Regions from separate parts of the Pan troglodytes genome. Here region 1 is linked to region 2. The links are chromatin contacts, called in public capture Hi-C maps. All regions are on one chromosome and are shown on one strand. Each heading gives the region's core, a stretch centred on a gene start, on an enhancer-like site or on the middle of the called end of the contact. The rest is flanking DNA. Distances are from core to core; before and after follow the strand shown.

Region 1 (7,023 bases), core at 1,387-3,886, 150 kb after region 2:
AGGGCTATGAGGACAGGTGGTGCTGTAGGCCCAGCACTCACCCCACGCTGTCTGTGTCCCTGGCAGTGCTGGCAGCTCCTCGCTCTGTGTGCTCCACTTTTCCTGCCTCAGCATCACTTCCTCTGGTATGTCAAGCAGCAGCTCCAACGCCATGCAGATCCCAGGTGAGTGAACCTGGCCGTTTCCTCTGCCACTTGAGCACTGCCAACTGCCGCATGAATAAGAGGGATGAGAGGAGTCTAGGGCAGACCAGATCACTCCTGTCCTCTGAAACCGCTCAGTGGTCATGGAGACTTCACCCATTGCCGTGTGCACAAATGGGCACGTGGGGATCTGGGCATGCTTAAGCTTCTCTGCACGCCAATCCATGTATCCACGGATGTACTGTGGCAACTCTCACATGAAGCCACACTGCTCCCAAACTGTCCCCAAGTGCTATTCTGTTGTTATGTCCTCTGGGTTCTGGAAGAAAATATCCATGCCAGCAACCTGCTATATAAAGGTCCTGAATGACAAATTAATGTCCCAGACCAGAGTCTTCAGGGCTTTTCTCACAACCTGCCCCAGCTACAGTTTTGGTCCTGGCTGAGTCTAGATAGGGATCCGGGGTGCCAAAGTGGCAGAGATGAGCAGAGCCCATAATACTCCCCTCTTCCTTCTGTCTTTTTAGAAGTGAAACTGGCCAGTATGCCACCTACTGCCAGCGGGCAGTGGAGCGGACCCTGCGGACCGGGGAGCGGGAAGCCAGGCCGTCGCGCATGGAAGTGGTGTCCATCCTGCTGCGTAACCCCTTCCACCACTCCTTGCCCTTCAGCATCCCCGTGCACTTTACCAACGGGACTTACCAGGTGAGGAGCTGGGCGTGCTCTTTGCCCCGAGTCTTCTCACGTCACCATCCAGAGAATACCCCTGGGCCTTAGGCTCAGGCTTGGCAGATTGTTCACTGTTGCCCCAGAAGTAGATATTATGAACTCACTGCATGAACAGGGAAGCTGAGATGCTGACCAAGAAAGTGGCATAAGAAAGGGCCTCCAAAAGATTGTTGGTAAAGGAGGGACCCAGGTATGCCCAGTTCATTTACAGTGGATAAGCTCACATCCCTCATGCACTGGCCCTTTGTCTGTGAACACAGAAACCAACTTGCTTTGGCCTCTTGTATTTGCCCTTGCTCCTTTCCACCTGCTGTACCCAGACGCCTCCACCAGCCCTAGTGAGCTCCTCTCAGGAAGTTCACTCAGGGATGGAACCCTTCTCCCACCTCAGGTGGTTGGTTTTGACGGCTCTTCCACGGTTGATGAGTTCCTCCAGCGGCTGAACCAGGAGATAGGCATGAGAAAGCCATCCCACTCTGGCTTTGCCCTCTTCACGGACGATCCCTCGGGCAGGGACCTGGAGCACTGCCTGCAGGGAAGTGTCAAGGTGACAGCCTCCCACTAAGCCAGCTGAGCCCCTCCCTGCTCAGGAATATTGGTGGTGGGGAAAGAGCCCATCTGATGGGTGCCTGACTGTTTGGTAGCTCATTTGGTGCTGAGCCCAAGGTGCTGCCCTAGTCAGCATTTCTGTGCCATCCTAAAATGTACCTGGGCAGGGAGAAAAAAGCTGTTGTGTGCCCTTGTCTCTGGAGACAAGATCGCTACACACCTACTTCCCTCGAGTGGCTGTGCAGCGTCCAGAAGAAAAGCCTCTTCTTGGCTTGGTGTAGGGACAGTGAGGCCCCACGAAGCCACTGCCTACACGTGCCCACTCAGAGGCTCACAGCTGTGTGCTTGGACCCCCTGGATGTCAGATGGTACCCAGCACCTCACTTTTACCCTTTCTTTCAGGGCCTATGCCATGCTTATAGGTTGAACCACACTTTTAAAGAGGCAGGTCCTTATGGTGCCCCTATAAGTAAAGGCCGTTGAATGGGATTTAAGATCAATCTTGTATTGTGGTCTGGGATTACTGTCCTGGGGGATAAGTGTGAGAATGTGCTCTAGCACTTTGATGCATATTTGGCTCCAGTGTTTGCTTGTCTTTAACAGGACAAAGGCTTCTATGGTCTTTTAACATTGCCTGGAAAAACTATGCCACATACCTTCTTTGCCAATGTCTGGGCATCTGTGAGGCTTTGTTACATGGTAGCCCTCTGGGCATATTTGTTGAAGAGGAGAATAGCAGTCAGTGGAATGGAAATGGAGCTGGTGATCGAAGGCCATGGGGCTGCCTAGCCTCTGGGGAGGCCCCTCAGCTGGTGACACCAGCAGGGCAGATTTCTTGCTTTATTGCTCACCCTGTCTAGGGTTCCCTCTGTTTGTGAGGGAGCTGCTGCCACCTTGGGTCCAGGAAGCATGAAGTTCCGCAGGTCAGCCTCCTGGTGGGAGGACTTTTCCTTAGTTTTCTTTGCTCTTCTGCTCTGAGTCCAGCCCTGGCTGGACCTTGATCCCTTCTCTCCTTATCAGGAAATTTTCTGACTTTCTTCTTTTGCCTTTTCAAGATCTGTGATGCCATCTCCAAGTGGGAACAAGCCATGAAGGAGCTGCACCCCGGAAAGTCTGAGGGTGGGACACGCGTCGCGAAGCTGATGTACAAGAACAGGTCCTAAGCACTGCACGAGGGTGGGGCCAAACACAAGGGCTGCCACTGGGTGCCAGCTCATCGCCTCCTCGACTAGACAGCCTATCCAGACGGGGGGAGGGACCCACAGATATAACACTGCCTGGCAGTCACTAGCTGGGGTGCAGGCGGGCTCTGCTGCTGATACTCTGTGAAACCCTGGGCAGCTCAGGCCTTCTGTCAGCCTTCCCTGTACTGCGTGTGCGTGTGTGTATATGCACACACACGCGCGCGCACACACACACACACACACACACATCTGCCAAGAAAACAGACCAGACCACCCTGGGCAACATGGCAAAACCCCACCTCTACAAAAAATGCAAAAATTAGCTGGGCATGGTGGCATGTACCTGTAGTCCCAGCTACTCAGGGGGGCTGAGGTGGGAGGATCACTTAAACCTGGGAGGTTGAGGCTGCAGTGAGCTGAGATCATGCCACTGCACTCCAGCCTGGGCAACAGAGTGAGACCCTGCCTCGAAAAAAAGAAAAGAATAGAAAATAGACCAACCTCATGGGATGGCTAAGTGTGTTACTTTATGAGAGTGAAATTTTGTATAAGCACCAGCTAGTTAAAGCTAAAGACTAAGTACCTCCTATACCAATTCCAGGAAATACAGAAGTAGACATCCTGACTTTCTATCAATTTGAGTAAGAAAATCCCATCCCTCCATCTCAGTATGTCTCCAGGCAAATAGTTTCAGTAGTCTCTTGGACTCTTACCTCATCCAGTCCCCTAATCTATAACTCCAGGTACCAGATTTCCGTTACTAAATCCAGTAAGCTTAATGGTATCTTCAGAATGAACCATGCCCTCCTGTTGGTATGAGATCAGCATGACCCTGCATCTGCTCTGTGTCATACTCGGTTATATGTTTCTGGAGGCAATACAAAATAGGCTCATAAATAGTGGGAAAAGAGTACTTTATCTTTTTGGAAATAAAGGTAACAGACCCAGAGAAAGCCCCATCCCTGTTTGGAATCCCTGCTGAGTCCTGGCTTCTTATTCTCTTCTCTGCAGGCTGTACTTTCGCAGTCAAGTCAAAGGGGAGACGGACCGAGAACGGCTGCTCCTTGCCTCTCAAACTAGTAGAGAGATAGTGGCAGGGAGGTTTCCTGTCAACAAGGAATTGGCTCTTGAGATGGCTGTCCTGATGGCCCAGGTAAGGTTCTGTTCAGGAAGCAGGAGGGTCGGGTTGCCAGCTTAGAATGAATGCACCATGCAGCCTGAAACACAGGAGAGATTCTGCAGATCCTGTGGTGCTCAGGAGAGGGCAGCTTTGCCATCTCTGGGATGGAAAGCAGCTGACTTCTACAGATCAGAGCTCCTCACTCACCGCAGATATAGGATGCGTGCAGATGGCTGGACTTGGAATCCAGAGACCTGGGTTTGAGTCCTATATACCTTCCAACTATGAGGTCTTAGCCAAGTCACTTCACTTCTCTATGCTTTAGTTTCCTTCTCAGTATACCAAAATAAAAAATACTTGGCCGGGAGCAGTGGCTCATGCCTGTAATCTCAGCACTTTGCGAGGCCGAGGCGGGCAGATCACCTGAGGTCAGGAGTTCGTGACCAGCCTGACCAGTGAAACCCTGTCTCTACTGAAAAAAATAAAATAAAATAAAATAAAAATAAAAATTAGCTGGGTGTGGTGGTGGGCGCCTGTAATCCCAGCTACTCGGCAGGCTGAGGCAGGAGAATCACTTGTACCTGGGAGGCAGAGGTTGCAGTGAGCCAAGATCATGCCATTGCACTACAGCCTAGGCGACAACAGCAAAACTCTGTCTCAAAACAAAACAAAACAAACAAACAAAAACCTCTGCCAGCCTCCACAGGGTTGTACTAAGTATGATACCTGAATAATTGTATCATGTAATGTATGTGGTAAACTTTATAAACCATCAGACCTTCTAAGTAGAATTAGGAAGAGGAACACACATTCAGACTTGGACTCTCCTTCCCATTATATTTAGAAGGCCATCTTGCCAAAGGTATCTGGGATACCTTCATGACTCCCATAAGAGAGTCTGACACCTACTATATACCCACAAAAATTAAAAATTAAAAATTTTTAAAAAGAATAAGAATCTGGATTTACATGCTGGAAAGGAAGAGGAAACAGTAATAGTTGATCTTTATAAACATCAATAGGAATACTCTCTAGGAGGCCCTGTACTAAGCATATATGCATCCTCCATTGTAGTTTTTATTCCCACCTAATAGATGAGGAAATTGAAGCTCAGAGAGTTTAAGTAACTTGATCAGGGACACAAAGCTGGGATTTGCGCCAGGTGTCCAACTCCAAAGGCCACATTTGGAACACTCTGCTGTACTCTAGGATCTGTAGCATCTTCAATTCTATAGCCCATATTTTTGGACTGGAAGCCAGAATTTCCACATTGTTTTCCCTTGTCGGCTACCAATTAACTGTGTCTTTGGAAAAGGCACTTCACCTCAGCTGCAAAATCAAAGTTGGTCGGTGATCTCTAATATTCGAGGGCCCTAAGTTTGTTTCTCTAGTGTCTATAAAACTTGAGATGAAGCGTTTTTCTAAAGCATTTTTCACATCCACTTGCACCCCACCAATAGGGTAATAAAGAAATGGTTTATTTCACCTCTCAACAGCCCCCACCTGGCCCATCCACCGTCAGATTTTGACTGGTCTCTTCATATGCTTCTACCTCAGGTAGAATATGGGGACTTGGAGAAGCCTGCCCTGCCAGGCCCTGGAGGCACATCCCCTGCCAAGGCTCAGCATCTTCTCCAGCAGGTCCTAGACAGGTTCTACCCCAGGCGCTATAGACATGGGGCCCCCCCTGAACAGCTGAGGTAGGTAGGCTACAAGGTCTTGCAGCAAGTCACTGTGGGGAGGTCTCAGGCCTGGAATGAAGACACGTTGGCACTTCATTGGCACTATTTCTCTCCATCTGCCCACACCAGGCACCTGGCAGATATGTTGACCACAAAATGGGCAACATTGCAAGGATGCTCCCCTCCTGAGTGCATCCGCATCTACCTGACCGTGGCCAGGAAATGGCCTTTCTTTGGTGCTAAACTTTTTGCTGCTCAGGTAAGTGCCAGTGGAAGGAGCTGCCCACACCCTTAGGTGTGTCCCCAACTGCTCATGTTTGAGCCATACCAATTTGCAGCCCCTGCCTCCATACCAGTAACCACCAGAGGTCACTATCCCTCCACCATTTCTGGCCTAGTCCAGCTTTCCACAGTCCAGAGCAGAATTGTGATTGCTTATCTTCATTTGTCCTTTGTTGACTGCCCCAAAAGAAAAGATGTGATCAACTAATTCACACACACAAAGATTCAGACTTGAAATAACAGCCCTCTCAAGAATGCTTTCATTTTTTTTTAAGTTTGAAAGAACAATGTATAACCTAAACAAATACATCTCCACTGGTTTGACATGGCATACAGGGGAATCAAATTACTTAGCCAACAGTTAATTTCACCTCTGTATGAAGGCCAGGTGGCCAACAGTAATTTCAGAAGGAACTTTTCTTCACTGGGTGTCTGTTGTGCATAAACATTATAGATAATTACAGCTCAAAGCTGGGCAGTGATCCTGTTTACTGAAGCCACAGATTGGAAAATGGCCATTCATTCATTCAACAAATAGTTGAGCTCCTACTATGTCCAGTGCTGGTTGTTTGAGGTTATAAGAGGTGAGAAAATCAGACACAGTCCTTGCCTTCCTGGAGCTTCCCATCTAGTGCAGGAGATGTATATTCATCAAATAATCGTATTCATTTTTCTCTCTATGTATTTAATATATATAAGCCATCACAAATGCTATGAAGATGTACAGAGGTGTTATAAAGGCATATAACGGGGACCCACTTGGTCTGGGAGCTCAGGAAAAGCTTCTGAAGAAGGTGCCATGTCCAATGTCTATCTGCCTCCCTTTGGGTTAAGAGAGAGATTTTCTGGATTACCATACTGTAGTCCTGGCAGTGAAAATCAGTCATTACAGGAATGTCCACTAAATAGTCACTTTCTTACTCATAGGGCCTAAAGCTACAGGACTGCATTCTTGCTTTCCTATTTCTTTTACAGCACCTAGGAGATTGGTTGAAGTCAGAAGCACTTCGGCTTGGAGACTATAGGTGGAATGCTGTGTTTCCAAGACTAGGAGAAAACCAGCTGTTCCCCATTCCCCTAACAGAGCAGCTAGGGCTGGCCTCTATTCTGTAGCACAGAGCTTTCCATCCAGTGTGCTGTGGCAGCATGGGTTCTAGGGACACCAAAAGAATGATCACCTCTGCCTTTGAGATGGTTAGTAGGTGGCCAGAGCCCCAAGGCCAAGGGTCTCCTGTCACAAGCAGCCTTGTCTATTTCCTGCATACACTGTACAAATATCATCTTTGTTTTCCAAGATGAGGTGGCTGGAAATCACTGCTTAGCAGATCCCTGGA
Region 2 (7,261 bases), core at 1,980-4,479:
CCGGGAGATGGAGTTTGTGGTGAGCTGAGATCATGCCATTGCACTCCAGCCTGGGCAACAAGAGCAAAAAACTCTGTCTCAAAAATGAATAAATAAATAAAATAAAATAAAAAATAAAAAGGGGAGAGGAGAAGCTAAAATATTGGGGGTGATTAAGAAAGAATGAAGTGTGCCAGGCACAGTGATTCAAGCCTACAGTCCTAGCACTCTGGGAAGCTGAGGCACGCAGATCACTTAAACTCAAGAGTTCAAGACCAGCCTGGACAACATGATGAAACCCCATCTCTATGAAAAATACAGGTGTGTGCTTGTAGTCCCAGCTACTTGGGAGGCTGAGGTGGGGGGAGTGCTTGAGCCTGGAAAGTTGAAGCTGCAGTGAGCCAAGATTGTGCCACTGCACTCCAGGTTGGATGACAGAAAAAGACGCTGTTTAAAAAAAAAAAAAAAGGAAGCAGATCCAAGCCCCTGCCCACCCCTAGTCTTCCTTCCTATGGTCCCAGTCTCAGCATCCGGCATTCTCCCTGGTCTTGGGTCATGACCTGTCTGAGCAGGGTCCTGCTGAGACTTCCACTGGGTGTGGGGTGGGGAGGAAGCCCACAGGATTGGGCTGCCCCCAGAGCCCCTTCAGATCAGCAGAGACATGCCCACGGCTATGCTTCTACCCTGTGTCTGGAAGTGGGTTCTCTTGTGGTCCTATTCTAGCTCTTGTCAACCAGAGCAGACCCAGTTTCCCTCAGTTCCTTCCTCCCCAAGGCTGGTCCCTGGGAGGCAGGGCTCCCTTCTCATTGTCTTAATTCTTCTCAGTCCCCTTTGGATAGGAAGGACATCATTCCAACTGGTTCACCTGCTTTATCTTTCCGGGAGAAACAAAGTTTAGCTCATACTAGGAACGAAAATTTTTTGTTTGTTTGCTTTGTTTTGGTTTGGTTTTAGAGACAGGGTCTCACTCTGTTGCCCAGGCTGGAATGCAGTGCTGTGATCACAGCTCACTACAGCCTCAAACTCTGGGCTCAAGTGATCCTCCTGCCTCAGCTTCCTGAGCAGCTAGGACTACAGGCACACACCACCATGCCTGCCTAATTTTTAAAAATTTTTGTAGGCCAGGTACAGTGGCTCATGCCTATAATCCCAACACTTTGGGAGGCCAAGGCGGGAGAATCGCTTGAGGTCAGGAGTTCAAGACCAGTCTGGGCAACATGATGAAACTCCATCTCTACAAAAAATTAGCCCGGTGTGGTGGCACACGCCTATAGTCCCAGCTACTCCAGAGGCTGAGGTGTGAGGATTGCTTGAGCCCAGAAGGTGGAGGTTGCAGTGGGCTGAGATACCAGCACTGCATTCCAGCCTGGGCAACAGAGTCTCTAAAACCAAACCAAAAAACAAAGCAAACAAACAAAAAGTTTTAATTCTTAGTATGAGCTAAACTGTTTCTCCCGGCAAGACAAAGCAGGTGAACCAGTTGGGATGATGTCCTTCCTTTCGAAAGGGGACTGGGAAGAATTAAGGCAATGAGAGGGGAGCCCTGCCTCCCAGGGACCAGCCTCAGGGAGCAACAACAGAGGGGAACTGGACCTGCTCTGATGGACAGGAGCTGGAATAGGACCACAGGAGAACCCACTTCCAGACACAGGGTAGAACCACAGCAGTGGGCGTGTCTCTGCTGATCTGATAGTGTCCTGAGAGCCAGCCTGATCCTGTGGGCTCCCTCCCTGCCCCACACCCCACATCTTGTCTCAAAAAAAAAATTTTTTTTTTTGGTGGAGACAGTGTCTTGCTATGTTGCTGATTGGTCTGGAACTCCTGGGCTCAAGTGATCCTCCTGCCTCAGCCTCCCAAAGTGCTGGGATTACAGGCATGAGCCACCATGCCTGGCCAATGATAAAATTTAATAACCGGCTTATCCTGCCTGAAACAAAACATCTCTGAGTGGTTTACTAAACACATCAAAACCCAAAACACACCCAGTATCTAACATTTAAAATATTCAGTATGACTCTCAGATTACCTTTTCCTGCGGAGAGACAAGCAGAACAACACTCTCGAAAAGATTCCCCACACAAAGGAGACTATTGTGTGGTCCGACAGGATCTCTGGGCTGAGTTGGGTAGTTGCTGAGGAGGGTAGAGGGTTTGAGCTTCACCCTTCGGGTTTTCAATGGTGATCTCAGCAAGGGAGTTAAGAATCAAAGCCCTGGGACCATGGCTGTGAAACCTTTGAAAGTAGGAGAACAGCTGTCATGTGCCCTGTGGGAGTTTCACTATCTGCTGCCTCTTCGCTGTTGGCACAGTCAGTGTGTGCCCCTTAAAACACAAGTGGTCGGTGCGATTGCCTTCAGCAGCAGCAGACTGTGAAACGGTAGGCTGCCGGGTTCGGGGGACAGTGTGGATAATGTCTATTTTTGGGGGTTTGTTTTGTTTTTTTTGAGACAGAGTTTCACTCTTGTTGCCCAGGCTGGAGTGTAATGGCGTGATCTTGGCTCACCGCAACCTCCGCCTCCTGGATTCAAGCGATTCTCCTGCCTTAGCCTTCCAAGTAGCTGGGACTACAGGCATGTGCCACCATGCTCGGCTAATTTTGTATTTTCAGTGCAGACGGGGTTTCTCCATGTTGGGCAGGCTGGTTTCGAACTCCTGACCTCAGGTGATCCACTCAGCTCGGCCTTGCAAAGTGCTGGGATTACAGGTATGAGCCACGGTGCCTGGCCTAATGTCCAGTTTTAAGAGACAACGTCTGCAGATTCCTAGGGCTTATAGCTCGGGGGCAGAGGAGTCAGAAGTCACCTAGTCCTCCCCAGGCTTCCGCAGGCTCCAGGACCCTTCCCTCTGCCCACTGGGAAAAACTAGATGAGCCAAAGCAATGGGAAAGCTGGAGTGTTGGAGGTAGCTAGAGTGTATTGTGTCGCACGGGGGAGGGAGGGATTGGAGGTAGCCAGAGTGTATTGTGTCACGCGGGGGAGGGAGGGATGCTTCAGGCGGCTGATGACTATGGGGATGTGGGTGGCGTACTCCAGTAGAAAAGCTACACTGTAATATTTGTGACAGTCCCGTTAACTGTAAAGCACTATCCAAATGCCATTATAAAATCATCCTGTTGTCGACAATTTTAAGAGAAAAACTTCTGCCCAGTTGCCACTAGAGGGCGGCCGAGTCCCGCATAGTTGAGAAGGTCTCGGGCAGGGAAGGGCCCTTGGTCTACAAACGGAGAGGGTATGAGAGGGCAGCTCTGGCTGGCTGTGGCCGTGGAAATGCGGCCTTCGGCGGGCCCTGGGTTCCAACGCGAAGTTGAAGCAGGCCACCTTTGTCAGGGGCTTCCGTCGTTGTTCTCTGGAATCCCAACACCCTGCCGCGAACACACTCAGGTGGAACCCCAGGTCGGCGGCCCAGGGCTCTACCCACCGGCTTCCCACGAGAGCTCCGTCTTAAGACTTACCGTCGCCATTCATTTTCATTTCTTATTCCCAGGGCTCTACTAAATACCACCTACTCTGAGAAACTCATTTACGCTAAGGAGCTAATAATGGCAGACAACGATTTAGTTTTTAGCCCTTTCGGGGACACTCATACTTAGGAGATTTGGTTTCTTTTAAGGGTGTGTAAGCTTAGTCTCCTCAGGCCCCCCTGCACTGGGGGTGATAGTAACTGTAAGGCACCGTGCTTTTCTAGCATGTTCTGGCACTGTCATGAGACCATCCCCAAAAGCCTCTCGCACACATTTCTGAGACACCCAGGATATTTTACAGGAGCTCGACAATGCCCTTTTTTTTTTTTTTTTTTTTTTTTTTTTGAGACAAAGTCTCACTCTGCTGCCCAGGCTGGAGTACAGTGGCACGATTCTGGCTCACTGCAACCTCTGCCTCCCGGGTTCAAGCGATTCTCCTGCCTCAGCCTCCTGAGTAGCTGGGATTAGGCACCCGCCACCACACCCAGCTAATTTTTGTATTTTAGTAGAGATGGGGTTTTGCCATGTTAGCCAGGCTGGTGTCAAACACCTGACCTCAAGCGATCCACCCGCCTCAGCCTCCCAAAGTGCTGGAATTACGAGCATGAGCTACCGTGCCCAGCTGACAATGCCTTTTTAGCCTCCACCTATGCCCCAGACCCCCATGGTCAGCTGGGCACACCTCTGACTGCTTCCAGTGCAGCAGCAGAGGACCCACCCACACCCACATGCAAGGACGCCCTCGGTCCACTAGCCCAAAGCTCTATCCTGCTCCCCAAGATTGGAATAATATTCACAGCTAACACTTAGAGCACTTATGTGCCTAGCACTTTTCCAAGTGCTTGTACATATTTAATCTTCACTACACAGTAGGGGAGAACTCTTACTATTGCATTACCTTGTTTCACAAAGGAGGAATTTGAGGCCCAGAGAAGTTAAGTACTTTGTCCAAGTCACACAGCTGGTACGTGGAAGAGCCAAGATTCCAACTCAGGCCATCTGACTCATCGGCCAGGTTTCTCACCAGCACACACACCGCCTCTGCAGAGAGCGGGTGAAACTCCATTGTTGGTCTGTCCTCACCAGCTATTCCCTCACCAGAACTCAAGGCCAGACCCTCACCCTACTCAACGCTGCCCCTTCCTTCCAACCTCAGGCTTGAGGGCCTGGCCTCCTTCCTTTAGTATTAGTTATCATCTGCCGGCTGCTCCTGAAGCTCTCGCCACTGCTGCCCTGGGCTGTAGGGGGCCTGCTGGAGAGAGAAGCAGGCGTTGGTTTGGAGGAGCCAGGTGAACTTTGTGCAGCCTCTCTTATCACGCTCTGTAAGCAGCCAGCCACCTCATCTGATTAGCTGGTGTTGGTCTCCTTTAAAGATGGAATTTTCCCATTAGAGTCAAATGAGAGCAGGATCACAGAGTTAGAAGGAATGTGAAGGCTCAAGACCCGTATTCTCTTGTTTTATACAAAATAAGAGCCCACAGAGATTAAATAACTTGCTCAAGTTCACAAAGCTCAGCTGGGCTGAAGCCATGACTAAAATGGGATCATTGTGTTAATAACAATAACAATGATGAGGCCCAGTGTGGTGGCTCATGCCTGTAATCCCAGCACTTTGGGAGGCTGAGGCAAGTGGACAATTTTTTTTTTTTTTTTTTTTTTTTTTGAGACAGAGTCTCACACTGTCGCCCAGGCTGGCGTTCAGTGGTGTGATCTTGGCTCACTGCAACATCCAGCTCCCGGGTTCAAGCGATTCTCCTGTCTCAGCCTCCTGAGTAGCTAGGATTACAGGCACCTACCACCACGCCCAGCCAATTTTTGTATTTTTAGTAGAGATGGGGTTTCACCATGTTGGTCAGGCTGGTCTCAAACTCCTGACCTCATGATTCGCCCACCTCGGCCTCCTAAAGTGGCTCATGGCCACAGGTGGATCTTTTGAGGTCAGGAGTTTGAGACCAGCCTGGCCAACATAGTGAAACCCCATCTCTACTAAAAATACAAAAATTGGCAAGGTGTGATAGCAGGCACCTGTAATCCCAGCTACTCAGGAGGCTGCGGCAGGAGAATTGCTTGAACCTGAGAGGCAAAGTTTGCAGTGAGTTGAGATTGCGCCATTGCACTCCAGCCTGGGTGATAGAGCAAGACTGCGTTTCAAAACAAACAAATAAACAGCAACAACAACAAAAATGATGAAAACTAACATTCCTTAAGGTTTTACCGCATGCCAGATACAGTACCAGCACCAAGCTGGTACTTAGATACATTATCTCAGTTAATTCTTTCAACAGCGCTACAAGTAACAGCTTTAAGAGCTCTGTTACCTTCCTCATTTTACAAATGAAGAAACAGATTCCAAGAGATTAAGTAACTTCCTCAAGATCATGTGGCTCATAAACTGTGGAGCAGATGGTACCCAGGTTTGTCTTTGACTCCAAAGTCGCTGCTCTTAATGATTAAGGCACACAAGGGAATCACAAGCACTCTGATAAAACTCCTGCGAGAGGAGCCCGAACCTGACTATGCCTTGGTTGGAGCTGAGGCACGGGTACGATGGGACATGGAGACAGGCCACAATCACACATTCCAGTCCCCTCCACAAAACCACAGAGCTTGGATGACATGGACCCAGATTTCCCTGGGACAGAGCTTGAACCCTGTATACTCAGGTTCATCTATACAGAGTCAGGCTGGGAAGGGTAGATTATAGGGAATAACATACGGGCCCAGGGAGGAAAAATACCCACTGTAAGTGAGGAAGGATCCAGGCCTAGGGGACAAGGTGGCTCTTGTTCCTGTGCAAGCCTGCGCCGGACCCATGCCTGGTCCCCTGGAATGCCTGGGTGCTCTCAAGGGGAGGGCTGTATGGTAAAGCAGAAAGAGCCTTCCCACGTGGGCTCACGTGACTTTGCTATAAGCCCTCCATCCTAAGGAAAGAAGAAGCAGGAGGGCTTTCTCAACTGGCAGAGTGGTGACCGAGTGGAGTGTCACATCAACTGGTGTCAATGGCATCACGGGGATAAGATCTGGAGGAGGCAGGTGGCAACGGGGCCTGTGGAGTGGAGTCTTGGTGGAGGGGCTGGGCAGTGAGTGACCGGTGCAATATCAGGCGCTGCCCCAGGACATTGACTTGATGAAAGGCCCAGAGACCTCAGGACTTTGGAGGGCCTGCTCATCAGTAAGGGGCAGAGAGCTCCTCATTAAGTGGACCACAAAGCTTAACGTCCCATTCTGATCCCCTGAGGATTCTGTGATCAAAGCAGTCCCTTCCTGCTGTGCTTTTGGTATGAGCATAAAGCCTCAAAGTGTGCAGGGCTGGGGGTCGGGGCACCAGCTTCCCAAATACGCCTTTGTGTTTACATACAATCCTATAGGTGCCCCAACAACCTGGCAAGAGAGTCCCTATTCTCTCTAGATTTCAGAAAGACAAATCAAACCATGGGAAATCCATGGCAGGCATGAACAGCTAATTCTAGTTCACCAAATCTGGGCTAACAAGAGCAGATAAAAAGGGTTCAGCATATGCTGGGCGTGGTGGCTCACGCCTGTAATCCCAGCACTTTGGGAGGCCGAGGCGGGTGGATCACGAGGTCAGGAGTTCGAGACCAGCCTGACCAACATAGTGAAACCTCATCTCTACTAAAAATACGAAAATTAGCTGGGCATGGTGGCGCTTGCCTGTGATCCCAGCTACTCGGCAGGCTGAGGCAGGAGAATTGCTTGAACCTGGGAGGCGGAGGTTGCAGTGAGCCGAGATCGCGCCACTGCACTCCAGCCTGGGTGACAGAGTGAGACTCCGTCTCAAAAAAAAAACAAAAAAAAAAACGGT

What was found. Capture Hi-C pulls out chosen DNA fragments and counts their contacts.
Region 1: a contact with region 2 is called in a capture Hi-C map of stem cell-derived neural stem cells, with 5 times the contacts expected there. The contact joins two enhancer-like sites. A contact is called at or near these places in 6 of 7 Hi-C or Micro-C datasets (blood, induced pluripotent stem cells, a lymphoblastoid cell line and 2 more) and 1 of 1 other capture datasets (stem cell-derived neural stem cells).

The regions. Positions count from the first base shown.
Region 1 is chr15:65,556,450-65,563,472 of NHGRI_mPanTro3-v2.0_pri, forward strand. PLEKHH1 (pleckstrin homology, MyTH4 and FERM domain containing H1) reads left to right here. Exons shown (of 30, transcript XR_008539026.2): 20 at 67-164; 21 at 671-848; 22 at 1,264-1,419; 23 at 2,477-2,577; 24 at 3,617-3,758; 25 at 5,283-5,425; 26 at 5,537-5,666. Among named protein-coding and RNA genes, the nearest start is that of PIGH, 18 kb to the right of the region's middle. Within about 2 kb of position 2,637, at least 1 of the 24 cell types and tissues checked has an H3K27ac peak or open chromatin away from gene starts, as enhancers often do. A contact at or near this core is called in stem cell-derived neural stem cells, where this site is marked.
Region 2 is chr15:65,403,097-65,410,357 of NHGRI_mPanTro3-v2.0_pri, forward strand. No RefSeq gene overlaps it. Among named protein-coding and RNA genes, the nearest start is that of PLEK2, 16 kb to the left of the region's middle. Within about 2 kb of position 3,230, at least 6 of the 24 cell types and tissues checked have an H3K27ac peak or open chromatin away from gene starts, as enhancers often do. A contact at or near this core is called in stem cell-derived neural stem cells, where this site is marked.